Linked DNA regions of Ovis aries: region 1 is linked to region 2. The links are chromatin contacts, called in public Hi-C maps. All regions are on one chromosome and are shown on one strand. Each heading gives the region's core, a stretch centred on a gene start, on an enhancer-like site or on the middle of the called end of the contact. The rest is flanking DNA. Distances are from core to core; before and after follow the strand shown.

The links. A called contact is a pair of places that touch in the nucleus more often than the background predicts.
Region 1: a contact with region 2 is called in a Hi-C map of muscle, with 4 times the contacts expected there. The contact joins two enhancer-like sites. A contact is called at or near these places in 6 of 16 Hi-C or Micro-C datasets (blood, hypothalamus, liver and 2 more).

The regions. Positions count from the first base shown.
Region 1 is chr14:11,142,151-11,145,582 of ARS-UI_Ramb_v3.0, forward strand. All of the region lies in intron 2 of GSE1 (Gse1 coiled-coil protein), which reads left to right. Among named protein-coding and RNA genes, the nearest start is that of GINS2, 87 kb to the right of the region's middle. Within about 2 kb of position 2,176, at least 15 of the 54 cell types and tissues checked have an H3K27ac peak or open chromatin away from gene starts, as enhancers often do. A contact at or near this core is called in muscle, where this site is marked.
Region 2 is chr14:10,883,226-10,887,136 of ARS-UI_Ramb_v3.0, forward strand. All of the region lies in intron 1 of GSE1 (Gse1 coiled-coil protein), which reads left to right. Among named protein-coding and RNA genes, the nearest start is that of GSE1, 85 kb to the left of the region's middle. Within about 2 kb of position 1,331, at least 3 of the 54 cell types and tissues checked have an H3K27ac peak or open chromatin away from gene starts, as enhancers often do. A contact at or near this core is called in muscle, where this site is marked.

The DNA of each region.
Region 1 (3,432 bases), core at 926-3,425, 260 kb after region 2:
AGTGTGTTTGCTGAGTGACTAAACACCCACCCTGTTGGTTAGTGGCATTGGTCTCTTTCCGGCAGATCCCTCGTCAGTATCTCTCAGGGTCAGTTTAAGGAGGCGCTTTTACTTCACTGAGGGCTTCATCGTGTGGGTTTCCCGGGTTCCAGGCTGCTGGAGGGACTTCCCTGGTGGCTCATTCGCAGGTGATGCAAGAGACGCGGATTCAGTCCCTGGATCAGCAAGATCCCCTGGAGAACGGCATGGCAACCCACTCTAGTATTCTTGCCTGGAGAATCCCAGGGACAGAGAGGAGCCTGGCGGGCTCCAGTCCACTGGGCCTCAGAGAGCTGGACAGGATGACAGCGACTGAGCACACAAGCTGCTGGAGACAGGCTGGGTTTTGCAGGACCCTCCTGAAGAGGTGCTCAGCCAGGAGAAAGCCTCCTGCTCTGTTTCCTGCTCCAGGAGGCACAGTTAATTTCATCCCAGTCTGGGGTGTGAGCGGGCACTCACCAGCATCCTCTTGCCCCTAGCACCAAGGAAGCAGGATCCTGGTGAGCTGGGTCATTGGGGCGGGTGTCCCCACTCTGGGAAGGGTCCCCATTTGCCACCCCCCCCATGGGACTGACCCTGGCCTTGGGTAAAAGTTGCCCTTTTACCCCAACCTTCTTTTTCTGTTCGGTTCCCAAGCATCTGGGGGAGGAAGGAGAGGAGGGCTGAGCCCAGGGAGGGCTCCAGACCGGCTACGGGGTGGGAACCGACCCCGCCGGGAGGGGAAGAAACGCCCCTGAAGAAATGGAGGGCTGCCAGCCCCAGCCGGAGTGGCGGGAAGTGGAGGAGTCAAGCCACCAACCTCGTTAGCGCGGAGCGCACGGCTGCGGGAGAGCAATTCTCACCCTTCAACCCGGAGGCCATGCTCCGGATTACAGATTACCCGAGGCCGGGCGCACCGACGAGTGTCACCCATCGCCACCATGCCAGCCCGCCTGGTGGCCGCCAGCATTTTTCTGGCCGGGGGCGGGCAAGCCAGCTCGCCGCTGCCCCCGTGCGGCCGCGGGGGGTCCCTGCAGCTCCCCGAGGCCTCGACGGGCTGTACGGGGAAAGGGAGACTGGCTGCAGGTGTGAGCGGCTCCCAGCACAGCTCCCATTGCACCAGTGTGTGCACGTGACCTTGAGCAACTGCGGCCTCGACTTCCTCATCTGGGAACCGGGATCAGTCTCCCCGTCCCGCCGTGCAGCGGAACCAGATGTCTGGGAGGAGGCGGGGGAATCTACAAACTCTGAATAAAGTAGCCAAACGATGAACCCACGTGGCCACCCCACAAAATTCTGTGTTTTGCCACGGTGGTCCTCAGACGTGTGGAAGAACTTGACTTCCCCCTCGCTACCACCACCATCAGGGTCTCCCCAGGATGAAGGGAAACAACTGGACCACGGTATCCTGGTGAAAGAGTTGGAGGGTGGGCCCGAGCGTCCAGACCCGGGGACGGGGCTGGGAGGAGAGTTCGGTCCAGGTGCGCGTTGTTTTCATGCGTTATTCCCCTCCCCCCACCCCAGCCTGTAGTCCAGGTGGGAAAGTGTGGGACCCGCCCCCAGAGGTTATTTAATTTGGTTTTTCAGGCCCTAGGCCCTAGGCCCTCCTGACTCCTCCCATCCCCCTCCTCCTCCTCCCCGAGACTCCCGGCGGCGATGGAAGCACCGCGTCCTCCGCGCCCTGGCCGCGGTGAGTCTGCTGTCCCCTGCTGAGTGTGAGTTCCCGGAGGCCGCGCCGCGGAGACACCGTGTGGTGCGTAAACGAAAGCGTCCGGCGGAGGCCTAGGGCCACACGGGGGAGGCGCGGCCCGAAGCCAGGCGGTGGAGGGTGAAGGGGAAGCGCCCCTCCCACGAGGTGCCAGGGCCGGCCGGCGGGCCCCCACAGGTAGGAGCCAGTAACGGCCCCCGGCTCGGCCTCGCAGGTCCGTTTCCCTTTTCGTTTGTGGTCGGCCAGGAGCCTTGTGCAAGGCGAGGGGCCGACCCGCGTGCGCTCTGCGGAAGGCGGAGCAGGGGAGTGGGTGGCTCGGGGGCGACTGTCCGCGCCCTGCCCTTCGCCCCTCGGGCGGGCGGGCACCCAGGCGAGTCCTGCTCCCCGCTGGCGCGGGCTCCGACTGCTCCAGGCCCGCCAGCGTCATCGGGAACAGATGGATGGGGGGTGGCAGGCGCCCAGCGCTCCCTCCCGCCGCAATCCGGACTGGCGCGGGGAGGGAAGGGAGGGCGGGAGAGGGAGGAAGGGAGGCGGGGGAGGCTGGGCCGCGGGGACGGCTGCGTGCGCGCCTGCCAAGCGCGGCGCGGGCATGTCCCGGGGCAGGTTTGGGGCTGGCAGAAGCGCGGGCTGGCACCGGCGGCCGAAAGTTGAAACCCGCAGCGCGGCGCTACGGCGGGGTGCTGAGGGGTGGGTACTGGTTTGCCTCCGGGGCTGCAAAGTAGGGAGGCTGTAGATGGAGAGGATTTTCAAAAAGAGGATGTACAGGCAGAGACCCCGGTGCATCCGAGCAACCCTGGGAGCTTGGGACGCGCGGGGTCAGAGCGCGGGGCGCGCCAGGGCCAAGGGGCGTCGGGCGAGGCGGGCCGCCATTGACCCGGCGCTTCCCGGAGACGCGGGGCTGGGGAGGGCTGGTGGGGGGCGCCAGGCTGGTCCTCTGCGCCCGCCGCCGGTGGGGGTGGGGAGGCCGGGGCCCTCCGCTCTGGCCGTGCCGCCTGTGGGTGCCCAGGAATTTCAGGACGCTCCCTGAGTCATTCCAGTCTGTCAAGTGCCTGGGTGAGGTGGTGGTGGCGGTGGTGGTGGGGTGCCAGGAATGGGGAGGCGCTGTTCTGGGGCCGGAGGCCCAGTGGGTCGTGCCAGTTTCTGGAGGCGGGCGGCCTCGCCTCTGACCGCAACCCCAGCTACTTAATGACCCCCCTGGCGGAGCGGCGCCTCCGTGGACTCTCCAGCCGCTGCGACGTGAGTTCTTTAAAAGAACTACTCCGCTGCCCCCCGCACTGTGGCCTTCCCCAAAGTTACTTAGAACGAGAAGGCGGAGCTCCTGGAATTTGGGGGGAAGGTGCGTAGGCCCGAGTCCTTAACATTCAGCTCTTTCAAATTGGGAGTTAAGAGGGGCTAGGGAGGAGAGAGGCACACAGCCTACTTTGCATGCCCCCTCCCGCTCCACTCCTCCCCCCCAGCAGACACCGGCTCTGGAAAAGTTTTACTCCAGGAGGCCTCCAGCACACGTGAGTTTGTCCGCTCACTCCTCGGGGGGTCTGCTGGTTTGTGGCACACGCTGCTCTCGGCACCCGGAAAGCGGTAGGGAGAGGCGCAGGGGCGCTGCTTGCCTGGTGGGCGTGTTGAAAGTGACCGCTCCCTGCTTTTGGAATCCAGTGGCTGGTCTCAGACCCCAGTGTACGTGGGACCCCTGAGCAGTGAAGCCCGGG
Region 2 (3,911 bases), core at 81-2,580:
ACCCGCTGGCCTCACACTGCAGCCGGCAAGCTGGGCACCGAGGAGGTAAGGCCCTGTGGCCACACTCGGGGGCCTGATGTAGGGACAGGCAGAGCGGAAGAGAAGCCTGCAGGGCTGCCTGTGCCAAGCGCCCCGCGTCTTCTCAGGCAGGAACGGAAGCCAGGGCTGGCTGGGAGATGACACGATGACAGCCTGGAGGCAGGTGGTGCCAGCCCTGGGGCCTCATAGGCCTGCTCCCCGAAGCCAGGGGACCCCAGGAGCAGCCTCTTCAGGCCCCATCATCCTCATCTCCCTCGTGGGGTGAACGTCCCCCACTGCCCCGGGGGGTGAGGGTTGGAAGGGGAGACGGGGCCATGAAAGCTCAGCGAAACGTCTACTTGAGGAGGGTGGACTTCTCTGCTTTTAGTTCCACCTCCCTGCGCCCAACCTTGAAATGCCTTAAAGGAGCTTATACAGGTGTATTCCCTGTAGCGTGATTCACAACAGCTGAAAGGTAGAGATGGTCAAAAAGTCTATCAACAGATGGTTTAAAAAAAACAAACAGGGTCCATCCACACAGTGGAGTATTCCTCAGCCATAAAGAGGAATGAAGCCCAGACAAAGGCTGTGATGTGGTGAGCCTTGGCGACAGCCTGCAGAGTGAGGGAGGCCAGAAGGCTGCGTGTGGATGACTCCACGGGTGTGAAGTGTGCGGAGCTAGCTTGCCCCTGGAGGCGGGGAGAAAGCGGAGGAGCTGGTGCCAGGGGAGTGACTGCCAGTGGGCACAGCGTCTCTGTGTGGGGCGATGAGAATGTCCTGGCTTCAGGCAGAGGCCATGGCTGCACACTGGAGTGATGGTGTGAAATGCCACTGAGTTGTCTGTTCTAAAAGTGGCTAACATGTTCAAGGGTATCGTGTGTGTGTTTCGCCACCATGACAGAAGGAGGGGAGGGGTCGGGGTGTTTTGGGGGACACCCGTCAGTGATGGCTCGGAATGGGTCTCAGCGGCTGTGTGCTCTGCTCTCTGGGGCATTTCGGAATGCTCTGCGAGCAGGGGGATGGGCGGCTTGGTCTCTGCAGTGGTGATGGGGCCCGAGTACCCTTTCCCTTCTTCCTAGCAGGAGGGGCAGAACCCAGAGTCAGGGTCTGAGCTGATGGAGTCCCTGGCTCCTGCCCCCTGGAGCGGGTCACCCGCCAGCTCCTCAGTGCAGGAAGCCAAGCCCTGTGGGCTCCCTGGGGGACCAGCCCTGCTTCTGTAGTTCGTGGGGAAGACGAGGCATATTCTGTGGTTTATCTGTCAGCAGGCTTGAGGATCAAAGTGTCCCTAATTATAGTTCTCCGGCAGCCCGTGTCCAGGGCTGGAAGGTTGTCAGGACTGAGAGTCCACGTGGGGCTCTACTGGGGCTGCCTGCAGAGCACGGCATGGCATGGTGGCGGGGGGACCTGAGGTGCCCTCTTGACCCCCACGGGCACAGGAGGGTTCCAGAGCCAGAGACCCAGGAGTTGGGAGGAGGTTGGGCAGTTCTTGCTAGAACAGCCAGAGCCCCAGCCCTCAGCATGGGACATGAAAGCCCTGCGGGCTCAGGGGGACAGAGAGGAAACTGGGGCCCAGGGGCCTGGGGAGGGGCCTGGGCCCTCAGACCAGCAGGAGCGTCTTGATGGAGGGGCCTGCATCTCACACACTTGGGCCTTGGTGTGGGTCTCAGCTGCCCCTCTAGCCTCATAAAGAGCTACTGAATTTGAACCACGCCAACAAAAGGAGAGAAGGTTCTGGAGCCAGCACCCAGGATTCCACCCCCAGGTCTGTGGGCGTCAAGGCCCAATGCTGAGGGTCTGTCCTGGGGTGGAGAGCAGTTGGGGTGCAGAGACTGTAGGGGCCCAGCGTGGCTATGTTAAGGTCATGACCCTACCAGCCTGGGCCCAGGGGAGCCCAGCAGAGGCACACCAGGGTGCCAAGCCCCATGCCCCCAGCAGATGGCGCCCTTGGCCCAGGAAGGGAAGAGGCAGATGGCTGAGCTGCAGGCCTGCATGCTGCCCTCTGACCTGGTGTGTTTCTGCTCATGTGGGTACCAGGCCACACACAGGCCCAGTCTCAGCTCTCGCAGGGCTGTGGGCAAAGCCAGCACCCAGGGTCCCCATACAAACAGTGGGTGTGTTCCTGCCTCAGAGGGTGGGGAGCCTGGAGATTATTTAGCCACGTGCTAGCCCGGCAGCCAGAGCCTCGGAGGAGGAGGGCTCAAGCCTTAGGTTGGGTCATCCTGCTTTGCAGATGAGGAAACTGAGGACCAGAGAGGGTGCGGTGCGTTATTTGCCCAAGGTCACACAGCTGGCAGGACTCGACCAGCCAGTTGTGTGCACCTTACAGGGAAGCTGGAAAGACCCTTCTGCTGTAGCCAAGTGCTTGCTTTATGCACTGTGGGAGCACTTTACACAGATCGCCTCACTTAATCCAGAGGAGGAAGCTGAGGCGGGGGACCTACGGAAGTGGGCCAGGGGCCTCAGAGCTGGCCTTCGGTGGCCCAGGAAGTCCAGCTCAGACCTCGGCCAGGTCAGAACCATCCAGTTACCCACAGTTCTCTCAGCACCTCCTGTGTGCCCCTGCAGTCTGCTTGAGAAGATAGATGTGATTGAAACCAGCTGCCCGTCACTGAGCAGTTTTGGCCCCAGCAGGACTGGGGAGGGGGCTTCCCAGTGCCTTGGGGCAGCGCTAAAGACGCTTGATCCAGAGAAGCTGGTCGGATCCAAGAGGCCTCTGGAGCATGGCAACCAGAGGCAGTTGGCCCAGGAGGTGCAGAGGAGCGGTGGGGAGTGGCCTTCCTGCAGGTGTGGTCCAGGGCGGGGGCAGGGGGCCCAGGCAGCAGCGCGGGCGTCGCCCAGCAGCCTCAGGAACACACTCTCAGGCCCCACCTAGGCCCGGCCCCAGGCTCAGTCTGTTCAGATAGCCACCAGGGATCTGGTGAGTCCAGGGCAGGTCCTGACCCTCTGCATTTCTAATAGCTCCCCTGAGCCACGGGTGCCTAGAGGAGACCCCGAGTGACCCCGGGACATGGACACCAGGCCCTCGACTGGGGTGGTGTGTGATTTCCTTGAGCCACCACTGCAGGGCTCCCTCCTGCCCGGGGAACCTCAGATCTGTGCCGTCTCTGCGGGCAGGGGCTGTGGGCAGTAAGACAGGCCCTGGGGGCTTTCCTGGCTCCACTCCCGGGAGGCAGAGTGGTGGCCACTCCTGCCCTATGTGGTCCCGTTTAAACCGTACAGCTGCCCCACAAAGAAAGTCCTCAGTAGGTCCCATTTTACAGATGACAAAACTGAGGAGAGAGGTGCCCAGTTCTCTGGGCCAAAGTGCAGGATTTGATCCCAAGCGGGTGAGGGGCTCCCTTGGACTCACCCTCTCCTCATGGAGGTGGGGGACGCCCTCCATCACCCAGGCACTGCAGGTCTCAGCCTGAGACCCTGTCTCCTGGCCGTGGAGCCGGGGACCCGAGTCTGCGGAGGCACCTGCTGCCTGAGGCAGGGGCTCTGTGCCAGTTACCCAGCAGCACCTTTTCTGTTTTTATTTGCTTGTTTCTCATTAGGTTTTTTGTTGTTGTTGTTTGCAAAAGGTGATGTGACGCTTACAAATGCAGATTCATTTTAAAAAAACAAGCTTACTTGATCCTGGGCTGACCTGTGCTTCCCCTGTGAGCGTGCATCCCTGGAGGTTGCTCGTTCTGTTTCAATGTTTGTCTGTTTGTCTGGCTGCATCGGATTTTGGTCATGCACACCGGGTCTTGGTTGCGTCACGAGGGACCTTTGGTGATGGCGCACGGGCTTCCCTCTAGCTGTGGCTCTTGGGCTCTGGAGCGAGCTGGGCTCAGTCATTGTGGCACATGGGCTTAGTTGCCCCCAGGCTATGTAGGATCTTAGTTCCCGGACCAGAGATCGAACTTGTG